Regions from separate parts of the Mus musculus genome. Here all the other regions are linked to region 2. Evidence: chromatin contacts called from public HiChIP or PLAC-seq data. All regions are on one chromosome and are shown on one strand. Each heading gives the region's core, a stretch centred on a gene start, on an enhancer-like site or on the middle of the called end of the contact. The rest is flanking DNA. Distances are from core to core; before and after follow the strand shown. Region 1 has its middle 62 kb from the start of 4930503O07Rik. Region 2 overlaps Gm31870 (a long non-coding RNA gene). Region 3 has its middle 15 kb from the start of 4930503O07Rik.

The links. HiChIP or PLAC-seq counts read pairs in DNA pulled down with a chosen protein or histone mark.
Region 1: a contact with region 2 is called in an H3K4me3 HiChIP or PLAC-seq map of embryonic basal ganglia, with 3 times the contacts expected there. The contact joins two enhancer-like sites. A contact is called at or near these places in 1 of 484 Hi-C or Micro-C datasets (nephron progenitors) and 1 of 115 datasets of contacts at active chromatin or transcription factors (embryonic basal ganglia).
Region 3: an H3K4me3 HiChIP or PLAC-seq map of embryonic basal ganglia shows a contact between it and region 2, with 4 times the contacts expected there. The contact joins two enhancer-like sites. A contact is called at or near these places in 2 of 484 Hi-C or Micro-C datasets (embryonic stem cells and nephron progenitors) and 1 of 115 datasets of contacts at active chromatin or transcription factors (embryonic basal ganglia).

The regions. Positions count from the first base shown.
Region 1 is chr1:194,158,176-194,162,591 of GRCm38.p6, reverse strand. No RefSeq gene overlaps it. Among named protein-coding and RNA genes, the nearest start is that of 4930503O07Rik, 62 kb to the left of the region's middle. Within about 2 kb of position 1,426, at least 27 of the 459 cell types and tissues checked have an H3K27ac peak or open chromatin away from gene starts, as enhancers often do. A contact at or near this core is called in embryonic basal ganglia, where this site is marked.
Region 2 is chr1:193,730,262-193,734,550 of GRCm38.p6, reverse strand. The region is part of intron 3 of Gm31870 (a long non-coding RNA gene); the gene reads right to left. Among named protein-coding and RNA genes, the nearest start is that of Gm31870, 77 kb to the right of the region's middle. Within about 2 kb of position 2,085, at least 8 of the 459 cell types and tissues checked have an H3K27ac peak or open chromatin away from gene starts, as enhancers often do. A contact at or near this core is called in embryonic basal ganglia, where this site is marked.
Region 3 is chr1:194,206,066-194,210,055 of GRCm38.p6, reverse strand. No RefSeq gene overlaps it. Among named protein-coding and RNA genes, the nearest start is that of 4930503O07Rik, 15 kb to the left of the region's middle. Within about 2 kb of position 1,560, at least 24 of the 459 cell types and tissues checked have an H3K27ac peak or open chromatin away from gene starts, as enhancers often do. A contact at or near this core is called in embryonic basal ganglia, where this site is marked.

The DNA of each region.
Region 1 (4,416 bases), core at 177-2,676, 430 kb before region 2:
ATGTCTAATACAAAAGAAACAGCAAAATGTCACAATAGGACACCATTGTAACTATATCAACAAAAACAGAAATCTTCAAGATAAGAAATTTCTGTGCAACCAGAGACACCATAAACAAAATTAAGATACTCCACAAAATGAAGCATTATCGCACATGTAGCAAGCAAAACACTGACATTCAACTATAAGGAAACTCTTGCAAATCAATTTATAGAAACAAATGGAAAAATAAATGGAAGATGCAAAATAACAATTCTGAGATGAAATTCGAGGTAAAATGAATGTGGGAATGAACTCTGCCTACATGCCTGTAGTCAGAATGATTCAAGTAACACTACTATGACATATTCTTTACCACCACCCAACTAGCAGAGGTCTTTAAGTTAGAGGGTACCAAATGGCAGTAAGAAAGAGGAAAAATAAGAACTCTGAAATACTGCTGGTGAAAATACAAATTGTTACAGGTATTTTGAAGATCAAATTTGGCCATATCTAGTAAAATTCATGACTATGTCCTGGCAACCTGACAATTCCACATTAGTACAGAACTGGAAGAAGGTCTCTCTCATGTGCATGCATGCCAACAAGTGTCTGTGTTTAGGGTTTAGAAAGAACTATTAAAAAGAAAAGATTAAGAAGGTAAGAGAGAAGGAAGAAAGGAGGGAGAAGTATACTGGGGAGCAGGATCAGACAGCACAACAGGGTAAGACTTCAAGCCCAAGTGTTTCCAACACCTTGCTGTAGCTCCCAATTATTTCACATGGAGTTGGTTATCTGTGCACCAGCTGGTTCCTCAGGATGTAGCTTGTGACCCAAACTGTCATCCATACCAACTAGTGAAAAGATTTACCACAAAATCTGTTCCCTGGAAGCATGTTGACTACAGCATAAATGGCATTCTCCTCACAGTTCTCAAAGGGGAAAATAGAATTTTGCCAGCCACTTGGAAGATTATTGCCGGTCTAGAAAAGGTAACCAAGTGGCCTGTGATGGCTAGTTTATCCACAATATGTCACGGCATCCCAACTGCCTGTATGACATCTGCTTACACAATGGATCCTGTAGACAAACAAAAACTATTAGCAAGTGGGTACGGGGGCGGGGGGGGGGGCAAATACTTTCCATTGAGAGGCATTGAGAAGACATAACTCTAAGTCTTACAGTGAGAAAATCTGCTCTCACCCACAGCCGGGTGGAAAGGACCATCAACACTCATTTGGACTCTGAGTGCCCTGGCAGGAGAGACAGAAGGCCATCCTGTTAAATCATTTAATCAGCCAAGGTGGGCAGCTGCCTCACAGATAATGCTGGTGGGGGACAATGAAAGACAGATGATTTACCAATTAAATGCATCAGGCTTCCCAAACTCTGGGCCCAAGGACTGGAGTGCCATGTGTTTCTGCCAGACGCAGATCTGTCTTCATAAGCAAATTAGGCTTCAAGTTTGTAACTCATATGTCCAACCCCCTCCTTTACCTCCTCCCCCTATGCCCACACAAAGAGGATCGCATGTTAATGAACAAAGCTCAGACTTTTTCCATTTCTCTGCTTGTCAAAAATCTCTTTCACCTTCACGACCAGCAGTAAATCACACGTTCTGCTTGAGCAGGTGCTCAGGAAAAAAGAAAGAAAAACCACCAAATGGCTATCCTAGGAAAGAGGGCTTTTCAGAGGCTAGGCATTCAGTGTGCTGTAAAGCAGGAATGATAGCTTGCGTGCAAACAGTGAAGCTCATTCTGGCCATTCTTCCAGAAATGCAGCGTCTGGTGCAGACCAGGATTCAAAAGCAAGTCCAAGCACCAGCTCGTCAGGCAGAGCAAGGCTGACAGGAAGATCAGGAGCAGGAACAGCCAACATTTAGAGAGGAGCTCCCAATGGGTTTTGAGCTCCCACAAGCATTTATTATTCTTAACGTATTTGTGTTATGAGTATTTCACTTTATATTTTTAATATTACTTTCATTTGACAGATGGAGAATCAGAGAAGTTAAATGTTCTTCCTAAGTTCACACAAAGAAGACTTGTTATTAAAAATTGGAGGATTTTCAACTTATATATTATCTTTCCAAGATTTCTAATTCTGAAATTTTGTGAATATAGATAGAAACATCAGGAAACCATGGAGACGCTACTTGAGATGACTCAGTTTCTGTTATTAGAAAGAAAGATAAAAATTGGGTGTGGGAGATTAAATATCAAAAAATGAAAAAAAATACAAATAAATGAAAATAGAACCAGAAAATTTAAAGAGGAAAAAGTGAATAAAAAGAAATACTCAGAGATTTGGAGTAAGAATATTTTCTCACTCTAGTTTTGCTCAAAAAGACAAAACACAAGACACATACTATTTTGTCTAACTGACTGACTAACTAACCGACTGACTAATTAGTTGATTAACTAATGGATTGATTGATTGTAGAAAAGATATACAGTCATATAATGGAGTTCTGGACATTGAAATACCAGCTGATGAACCAGACAAAAGGAGATTCCTGCCTAGTTAATGTTCCCAAACATAGATGTATATGTAGAACTCTCAGCCAAGTAAGTCTTAGGAGTGATTGATCTCAAAGACACAGCATTCCCAATGAAAAATGGAATGAAGAGAGCTTACTCTTTAGTAGAGCTGGTAGGAGCCTTCTGTCCATCTCAGCATCTTGGCATGGTTTGGAATGACAGACACTGGGAAAGAAAGAGGCCACAGAGTGCTGTGCTGGGTCCCTCTCAGGGGTCTCCAGGGATGGTCTTGTCGAGATCTGCCTTAGGCATCTGAAAGGCTGTGTCCTGCAGGGAAGGATCCTGAACTTTATTATTCCATCACATCCATCCTCTAGAGATGCTGCTAGTATCTTTGTAACTACATGGCCCTGAAAACTGATGTGCATAATTTTATGTAACACTTCTTGTCATCTTCATCAGTTTTCTAAAGGACATTTTTTTTGAGTTAGGAAAAATATGGAAAACTTTATATTGTTTAGGTTCTAACTTGAAGACAAGAATTAAGGGTGGATCAAAAGACGTACAATAGTCTTCACATGCCCTGGCAGTAACAGACAAACCATTGATACTGTAATACATATGAGATTGCCTTTTAAGGGAATATTTTGAAAATAGCACAGAAGAAAGTTCTCCAGTATGTCTGAGCCAGTGAGCCTATGAGCAGAGCCCAGGCCATGAGAAGAAGCTGAGGTCTCTCTCATTAACTTCATGTGAGCTTTGTAAAGGAGGCACTTAAAAAAATAAACAAAGATGATATCAACATGATGGGGGAGGCGGTTCATTGGCATCTACTGTCTGGAACAGGGGAACAGGAGTCCCGCATCAGCCCTGTTTACCTTTTATACTGATATTTCTGCCAAAATTTGAGAGATTATTTGATGTTGTCAGAACAGAGGCTGGGAACACAGTGTTCTCCTGCTGTGCACAAAAGGTGGTATGGCTACCATGGGGTGCCTTAGAGTACAGTACAGGGTGTGTGTGTGTGTGTGTGTGTGTGTGTGTGTGTGTGTGTGTCTGTGTGTGTGTCTGTGTGTGAAAGACCTGAAAGTATTCTGCAGAAAAACCTGAAGATCATCCAGAGAGATAAAAGAATGAATGTGGAGTTAATGGTGTTTCTGTAAACACAAAAGGCACAGAGTTCTAGCATATACCGGATGAAAGGAGACAAGTACTGAGGCACACACGGGCACTGTCTAGTAAAGTCTGAATTTCAAGGAAAGAATTTTAAGAGCATAAAGGCATTGCTTCTGGCTCTGCTGCTAAGTAGCTGCTTATAGTAGGTTCCTATAATCTGTACTGACACTCTCAAACAAAGGGATTAGGGGTGCATTAAACCCACTCACATGAAGCAAGCTTTCATTGAGCCACTAACATAAACTCCATGAAAGCGAAAAAGCTGGGTTACAGGACAGAATATGATGTCATTTCATTTTTTTTTAAAACACTAATCAAGATAAGGCACACAGAATTTTAACATAAAAACCTAGAGAAAGAAATTTGCCAAATGAAGTGACTACTGAAGTCAGCCACAGAGAAGGATGAGTGTGTGGCCTTTTATTTATAACACCAGCATCATCAGTGTCTGCTTAGAAAGAACTTGAGGAATAACTTCTGACTGCAAAAGACAGCATCTAACATGGAACAATTAAATGGTGAATCAGACTGCTTTCTCTGGTGGATCTAGGAAAATCATGTGTTTGAATGTTTCAAAAAGACACATGTTTTAAAAAGTATATTTGTGGTAGAAGGAAGAGTGTAACTGAGGGACTAAAGGAAAAAGATCTCATGAGAGAGTCGAGTCAGTGCTGGTGTAAAGTGAGGATGGGTGTCCATGCAAGGGGGCTTGACCTTAAGTCAGGATTCATTTCATATTTCTAGGCAGAAGGTTTGCTGGATTGTTACCTATCATTTTGTTTTT
Region 2 (4,289 bases), core at 836-3,335:
CGGGTAGAAATTTCCATACAGACATAAATGTGGACCCTCATTAGAGAACAAGCCTTCACTTCAAAAAGACATGAACTCCGCACAGGTCTCCTGCCTGTTAAATATGTACAGAGTATGCTTGTTTGATGATGAGAGTCGCAGTTTGGCTATTTGAATGGAAATGAATTTTAATAAGCATTTGAAGCAGGGAAAGCTACAACCCTCATCTGCTCCTGGATCACCAGGCATCTTCCTCACCATCATCACCTCTGAGGGGAGACTACAGCCCTCATGATGAGTGCAGAATGTCTTCTCTCCTCGGTCTTTGTCAATGTTCATTAACCTTGCAAGTTTCTTTGCTAGCCAGGAAACACAGCTGTCCCTGGGAAATTTCCATATTCCTTAAGAAAAGCAGGGTGTGGAATTACCACTGGGTAGGGGAGTGGGGGGTCCTGCCAACAAAAAGCACAGTGAAAGAGCTGTCTGGGAAAGAAATACAAAGACCATCTTGATTAGCACTTTCATTACCCACTTAAATATCTACACACTTTTGCACTCACTTTGCACTGTTATAAAATTAAGTATAATGTGGTTATTTATCCCATGCGTGTTCATCCCAACAGAAAAATAAATCAATTATTATTGTAAATCTCAGTCTCACTTCCAGTCCAAAATAAGGGCACAAATACCCTTGGATTATTTCTCTCTTCTTGGCATTTTAGCAGACCTAGAGCTCAGAAACATTCCAGCAACCTTAACAGATTATGAATCTATCATCTTAACAGGAACAAAACAACTTAAACCTGTGCAGGGATGGTGACAAGATAATTCTGAAATGCTTTCAAAGAAGTGTGGCTCGGAATTGGCAGGGTGCCTCACGGTGAGCTGGGAGCTGTCTTTCCCAGCCTCTGAACTAACTCACATGGTTCCTGTTGTTTTCTGGGGTTTTTTCCGATGTATTGTTTATCCATGCAGACTCTAAGTCAGTAAGGTCACTGACCCTAAGTTAGTCCAACCTCATTAAGCCCGATCCTGCCAATGTTTTCACCCCACCGTGTGACAGCCCTTTACCCAATGCCATCTTACTGACATCTCTAATTAAAGACAATAAGGCCCCTCCATGTACTTACAGAAAAGTACATAATATTTATCTCATGTTTAGGATAGAAAAACAAATACTGCCTAAGGATAGGGATTCTGAAATCATTACGATCTAAGAATAAATATTGTTGCCAGTACAACCTCTCTGCACCCTGCATGTTAGGGATTAAGGTGAGCATCACTAACTCAGCTCTCAACAAAGACTACAGAGGAAAGAAATCAAGCATATTCTAGAAGCTTCTCTTTGTCCAAATTCTCAAACAATACATTATTTTTCTTCCTTTCTTTTAAGCTTGTGTATGTGTGCGTGTGAGTGGGTGTACACAGGTGTTTTCAGGCATAGGCATGTCACAGGGCTTTTTATAAAGGTCAGAGGGCAACTCTGAGTATCTGCACTCCCCTTTCACAGTTTTTTTGCAGCTGGATCTCTTACTGTGCATTGCTGGGTAACCCAGGCCAGCTGGCCCAGAAGCTTCTGTGGGTTCTCCTGTCTCCTTTTCCCATCTTGCTTCTGGAGGATTAGGGTTACAGATGTTGGCTTTCTGTGGGTTCTGAGGATCCCAACTAAAATCCTCACACCTGTGCAGAAAGTGCCTTACCCCCCAAGCTGTCACCCAGCCCAGCAAGAGTACATTTTTAGAGTCATTTCCAAGTTTGTTTCATGAGGGTGAAGATTCTCTCATGCAGTCCTCCATATGCTTTATGCTTTTACTAATTTCAAATAACTATATCCCGAAGCAGGAGATGCAAGCACATGGGTGTGCTCCCCAAATCCATTGCCAGACCCTGCATAATTTAAAGTCGGCACTGCTTTAGTCAGAAGGCTGTGCTGGGAACTCTCTTCTTTCCCTAATTTCAGAAGTTTAATTCGGTTGCTCCTCCCACCTTCCTTTTCTTTTGAGCGACTCTTACTCTTCTCCCATGGGCCCTAGAAGTAGATAGGGAGGAATAAATGCCTCTAAACTGGGGCTGGAAAAGGGTCCCAGCCACTTTCTCCCCATTACAGCCCCACCAGGCCACTCCAGCTGACAACCTAACAAGGTGATAATGGGCCCGGTTCACAGCAGGTTGTTTGAAATAGGTTGAAGAGGTTCATTTGCATTCAAATCTTCCCTCTCTGGCTGGCTTTTGTTTGGCCCCTTGATTTCTACTCCCAAGACACCCTTTGGTTGACTTGGAGTGGAACAAAATCACATTGCTTCAGAATTTGAATTGCAGGCTTGGGTTTTAAATGTGTCCCATTATTTCATCAAGTTGTGGTGGGGGAGGAGTGAAAGGAGAGAAAGAAGAGCAAAGAGATTCTGAAATGAAAGGAGAGATGACAGATGGGTGCAAATGTCCCTTTTAAGTGCAGAGGAGCAGCTGATGCCAGGCCATGAAATTAAATTAATGCATCTGTGGCTGGATATGTTCTCCAGCTTCTTACTCCTGCTGGGAAACTTTGGGTTCCTTTTACAAGACCAAAGATAGACCCCCTGCACCAGAGGAAAGCCCTGTGCTCACAGTAGGTGCTGGAGAGAAACAGTCAGCCCTTTCTGTGTCCTCTCATCCTGGAAGGACATGGCCTCAGTGCAAACATATGACCCTAAACTCAAACAGATGAGTGAACTGAACATAGCTCATCCGTGGTCAGAGGTCTAAGCCAGTTGTCTCCCAGCACTTAGGATGTTCTAAGTCATAGATAAGACACAATGACTGGAAAGCATCAGTACTCAGAGCCAACTGGTAGAAGTTTTAAAATAAATGTTTAAAGCATAAGTTAGTGCCTTGAAATTTTAATAGATCCAGGAATTGCCACTTCCCACTGGCAGTAAAGGGTGGTCTCCAAACTGTCTCAAATAATCTGAATGGGACTATTGCTGTAGCTTCAAGGTCTGTGTCTCTTCCAGATCCTGATATTGAAATGACCCCTAATATAATGGCAGTGGAGATTAGGTCACAAGAATGGGCCTCTTGAATAGGATTATCATTCCTCAGGGAAGAGCCACCATAGCATACACCCTCCTTCTGCCACAGGAAGATTCCAGGAGAGAGAGAGAGAGAGAGAGAGAGAGAGAGAGAGAGAGAGAGAGAGAGAGAGAGAGGCAGATGAGGAGTCTAAAACAATCAACCTGGTCTTAAGTCTCCTGAACCCTAGAATGCCTGCTGCAATGCTTATGGCACACGGGGTGCCGCTTTGTTAGAACAGGAAGCCAAATAAGACAGAGAAGGACGGGAGGAGTACAAAGGAGCCATGCTTAAGATATCACTCACTGTCAGCTTGAATCTACTGAAGAAGAGGAAAGAAAAACCACTTAAACACATTATCATCTTCACGATTCCTTATCTAGGTAAAAGCTACTGAAATCTCTTTCACTCTTTCACTGCAGGCTGCTCAGTACACATAAGTCAAATGAGAAAGTCAGGACCCTTGCCCACAGACCCCATTGATATATGAGGGGGAAAAAATAAATCCCTCTGCAGCTAGTGTCTGCCTGGGAGGAGGCTGCGCAATGCCTTCCCATTCCATTCTGCCCTCTGCTTTGATTTGCACAAACAATGTGGTCTTTCTTCAGGCAATTTTCAAGTTGTCTTTTTGGATTCCTTACACTGGAAATGTGCATGTAACAAAGATGAAGAATGCTTAATGTGTAGGGAAGGAAAATAAGAGGAAAAGAAAGAGTGCCAGCATGCTGGTCTCTTGCAAGCCTCCTGGTGTCACCATCTTGTGAGTCCCAACCTCCCCCTCCCCTCCCCAGTTTGTATTTCCTTCATCTTGCCCCAGCTAAGCCCCACTGCCTTTTGCAGTTTTTTGTCCACAAGATCATCAGCACACTGCCTGATTTCTCCCTCTGGAGCCACTTAGACGGCTGCTCCGTTTGCTATTCCCCTTCTCAACCAACTGCTTCATTCCTTCACACTTCTGAAGTGGCCTTGTAACTGTCTCCAATGTGCTAGGTCCAATGAAGTCACCCAGACCAAGGCACACTGCCCATCTGGGGCCGGAATATGCTCCCATTGTTTTCTGTCAATCTCTCTCTCTGCAAAGGAATTGGACAGGAAAGCTTGTCTTATTCCATTGTTGCCACTGTCCTGTAACAAGGGTCCCCGGGGTGTTTCTCATGGAAGAAAATCAAGCTCAAGCTAGTTAAGTAAAATTGCCTTTCTCAGTGCTAGGCAACTGTAATACCAGGCTGTAGGTAAGTGTGTCTTCTGCTTTCTCCACGTTC
Region 3 (3,990 bases), core at 311-2,810, 480 kb before region 2:
TCACTTGCTTATGACTTTCTCATTACGCCAAGATTCCTGAAGGACTTAATCTCTGATACGAACTCTTAATCTCTGATATGGCCTGGGCCTTATGAACCAGAGGCCATAATTTAAATGGATTTAAAATTTTAAAAATCAGAACTTACTGTTATTTTTCTCTCTTTACATTAGTGTTGCAATAATTTTACTCTTCCCTGGGGCAAGGTAAGCCCCTGGTCTAATGAGAGGGGGAGGCAAGGGGAATCTTGGGTGTCATCTTCAAAAACTAATGTGGCAATAAAAGAATGCAGAAGACAGTAGAAAGCAGGGGCGGCATTCCTTGGGCTTCTTACTCAGTCATTCAATAAATATTAGTTAAATACTTGCAGCATGCTGTCTGTGGAACTGCATAAACAGCAATAAACAAGGCAACAGGCAGGCTGCTGCTTTCACCGAGCTCTTACATCCTGTCTGGGGGTGACTGAACACAAAAACAAATGTATCAGGTAATTACACAGCAAGGACTAAGCAAAGAACTCAGCGTCACATAGCACAGGGAATAGGACAGGTAGAGACTAGAGACCGTATCTGCTGGGTAGGAAGAGTCTCTCTGAATTTAATTTCACAGCTCAGGAGCAGAAGTTCGGCTTGTTTACCTGACTGGAAGCTAAGAAGCTAAGAGTCCAGTACTCTTCCCTTCTACTACCCAACAATGGCTTCCTCTTGCTCTTGGGCTAATAGCTGCATTAAAATCTGAATGATGACAATGGGTCAATAGAGCAAAAGCCTGGGGAAGAGCATTCCAGAAGAATGCATTCCAGAGTATTTCCAATGGGCAAAGCCTGCTCTCGGTAAAGATAGGAGCAGGAGGAAAACGAAATGCGTGGAGCATCGCTTGTGAAAAAAAAAATTAAGGAGTTGGGAGAGGATTTGGAGACTTGCCATTATCTTAACAGTTTCAGTCTCAGCCCAAGAGCGAGAGGAAACCGTTGTTGGGTAGTAGAAGGGAAGAGTACTGGACTCTTAGCTTCTTAGCTTCCAGTCAGGTAAACAAGCCGAACTTCTGCTCCTGAGCTGTGAAATTAAAACAGTCTGCTTGCTCACTGAGTGACCTGTGAGTTAGAAGGAAGCATTCAGTTCAATCCCATCCTGTCTGCAGCTTGCAGAGGCTGGAGTAGAGGTTGGCCCAGCATTAGGCCCAGTGGTTCACAGAAGCAGCGTCCCTGCTCTCTGTGCTCTTGGCTCACCAGTGTTCATTCAACATGAGGAGGGATATGATCTCCTGAGGCACAGTGCCTGTAATGGTGACCAATTTCAACATCTATTTCTCTTCCTCCTTTCCCTCCATCTGAAGCACCTAGGGGGTGGGGGTATGCCCAGTGAAATTGGTCCTCTGGAGCCACTGGCAAAGATGGCCGGAAATCCAGTTATTTTCTCTAAGGGGATGTTTCCCAGGTGTGGAGGGGGCTCTCTTCCTTCTCTGTTGTTTCCTGAAAGCGTTTATCCTAGTGTAAGGCACATCCCTGGGAATCAAAGAACCTTTGTTGATTCAGAGACTGATTGATTCTGGGGGACTTGAGTACATTTGTAAATATCCTTTGAGGATGATGCATCCCACTGGAATAAAGCACCTCATGTTTTATTCAGTTCTTCCCCAATATGCAAATGTGCAGGTGCCCCGACGGCATATAGATAACATCATTACACACACTCACATTCGCACACCAAAGAAAAGGCTGCGCACACAGAACACACAATTAGACGGAGATTGCCTTTGAGAAATCTATCGGGTTAACATGAGGATGATTGGCTCTGTGGGCAGACGCTGACGTCCGCATCTGCAGAACAGTCTTCTCTGCATCCTCAGGAAACAGCAGTCTTTGCTGCTGCCACCGCTGGCGCAGCTAGATAGCCTGGGGCTGTAGGGACAAGGAGGCAAGCAAGCCATTTTCCATCTTAGTACCACACTTCTATACTGTGTGACCCTAAGCTAGTCAGAGGAACTTCATCTTCTAAAGTGAACCAAAACAAAAGCAAAACCACAGGGGTAACTTGATTTAGAATGAAATGTCCAACAAGATCATGAAATCATATAAATGGTAGTAAGGCAAAATGCCATAGGCCCTGAGACGCAGGCTGGTTTCGTGGGGCCCCTGGCAAACTACAGTGGCCCAACCCTGCAGGGATAAAAAAAAAAAAAATTACGACAGTGTTTGTAATGTGATGGAATCAGATCACTCGGTCCACTTCAAATCGCTATAAAAAGCATATAATTAACTTTCACTATTTTACATCCCCTTACTATTCAGCAAACAGCTGTTGCCAAAGTTCTGAGTGAATCTCGATTTCCTCATCTTATGCCTTTCCCCCCAATAATTGTATGCCCCTGTCTCTGTCATCTAGGAATACGCTGCCGCCTTTGAATACTGTTTATGAAGATGTGAGGAGTCACTTTCATTCTTCCTTGCTCTTTCCATTGTATTACATTCCGTCTGATCCTCTTTATTTATTCTCGTGTTTTTAAATATCAAGATCATGTGTAGATGCCCCAGACATGTGAAACAGAAAGTTCTCTTTAAAAGTTAAATTTTATGAAAATTAAAAATGTTACATAAAATTAAAAGAAATGTTTATTATTAAATATCACCAGCACACTTTAAAATCAAGAAATATTGAAGTAAAATGAACATTAAATGCATTTAGCTGAGGTGAATTCCCTTTTAATTTTTATCTTTGTTTTAATTATCATCTTGAAATATGTAAGTGATATATTCAACATTTAATGGTTAAAATATATTCAAAGTCTTCCCACTCTGGTCTCAGCTATATTCTTTAGCTGTGATGGACGTGTGGCCACTTCAGGAGAGTCTAGCACATGTGATGATAAGACCATGCATACATAAGAAGCATATGAGTTGTATGAGCATGGATATATCAGCTACTATTGCACACATGAAAAGTGCATTCAAAAGACCACTCTGCTTTTTATTCTTACTTTGTACTTTATGAACTTCTTATGAACCTTGTTCTTGTGTGCAGCCACATGATACTGTGTGGATGCCTCATAACCCGTGTAGGTAATTTCTTGCTGACAAACACAGGCTACCATTCTCCATCACAAACATTCTTCACTGAACTTCCCTGTGTATACATCTTTGTTCTCATGTGCAAGTCTGTCTTCAGAGTAATGAGTTTTCAGCAGTGACTAGCAGGTATACAAAATACATTACACACCAGCAGTGTCCACTCACAGATGGCTCCAGTTTCTACTGTCCCTCTTCACTGTCCTCAGCAGGACAATAGTGTCATCACTTTATCTGTGACACTTTGATAAAGATTCTGTCTTTATTATGTTTTCTTCACACTTGTCTATACCTTGAGTAAAGCTGAGCACCTCTTACGATTTTCACAGCCAGCTGCATTTCCTTTTCCTAGAACTGCCTGACTTGCAGATGACTTATCATCATCATCATTATTTTGATATTGGTTTGCATGAGTTCTTTCTGTATTATCAAAATTATCCTTCTGTTCATTAAAATGTTAAACTATAATCTCAAAATTTTACCTTAAATTTATCTTTAAAAATTTTGGTTTCCGTAAATGTCTTTCCTAATTTGCTGTCTTTTGTGGAGTCAGTATTTCCCTTTGCCGCTGACACTATGTGTGGTTAGTGGGGCCTTTGTTCTCTTGAGACTCTCATCTTGGTTTCTTTAAGTATTGATATGGTTTCATCTTTATCTTTACATCTTTTATCTGTTTATAATTTATTCTGACCTAAAAGTTTAAGTATGGATCCAACTTAAATTTTTCCCAGATGGTAACCCAATTTTTAAACAAAATTAATGAATAATCATCCCCTCTCACTGATATAAATGGAGAATTTATCATAAAGTCATATGAATATCTTGGCCTCTTTCTAAGCTTCTTTCTATCTCATTGACTGCCAGTTTACCCCAACACAGTAGCCAACAAGTTATTATTGAAGCCTGGTAATACATTTTAATATTTGGC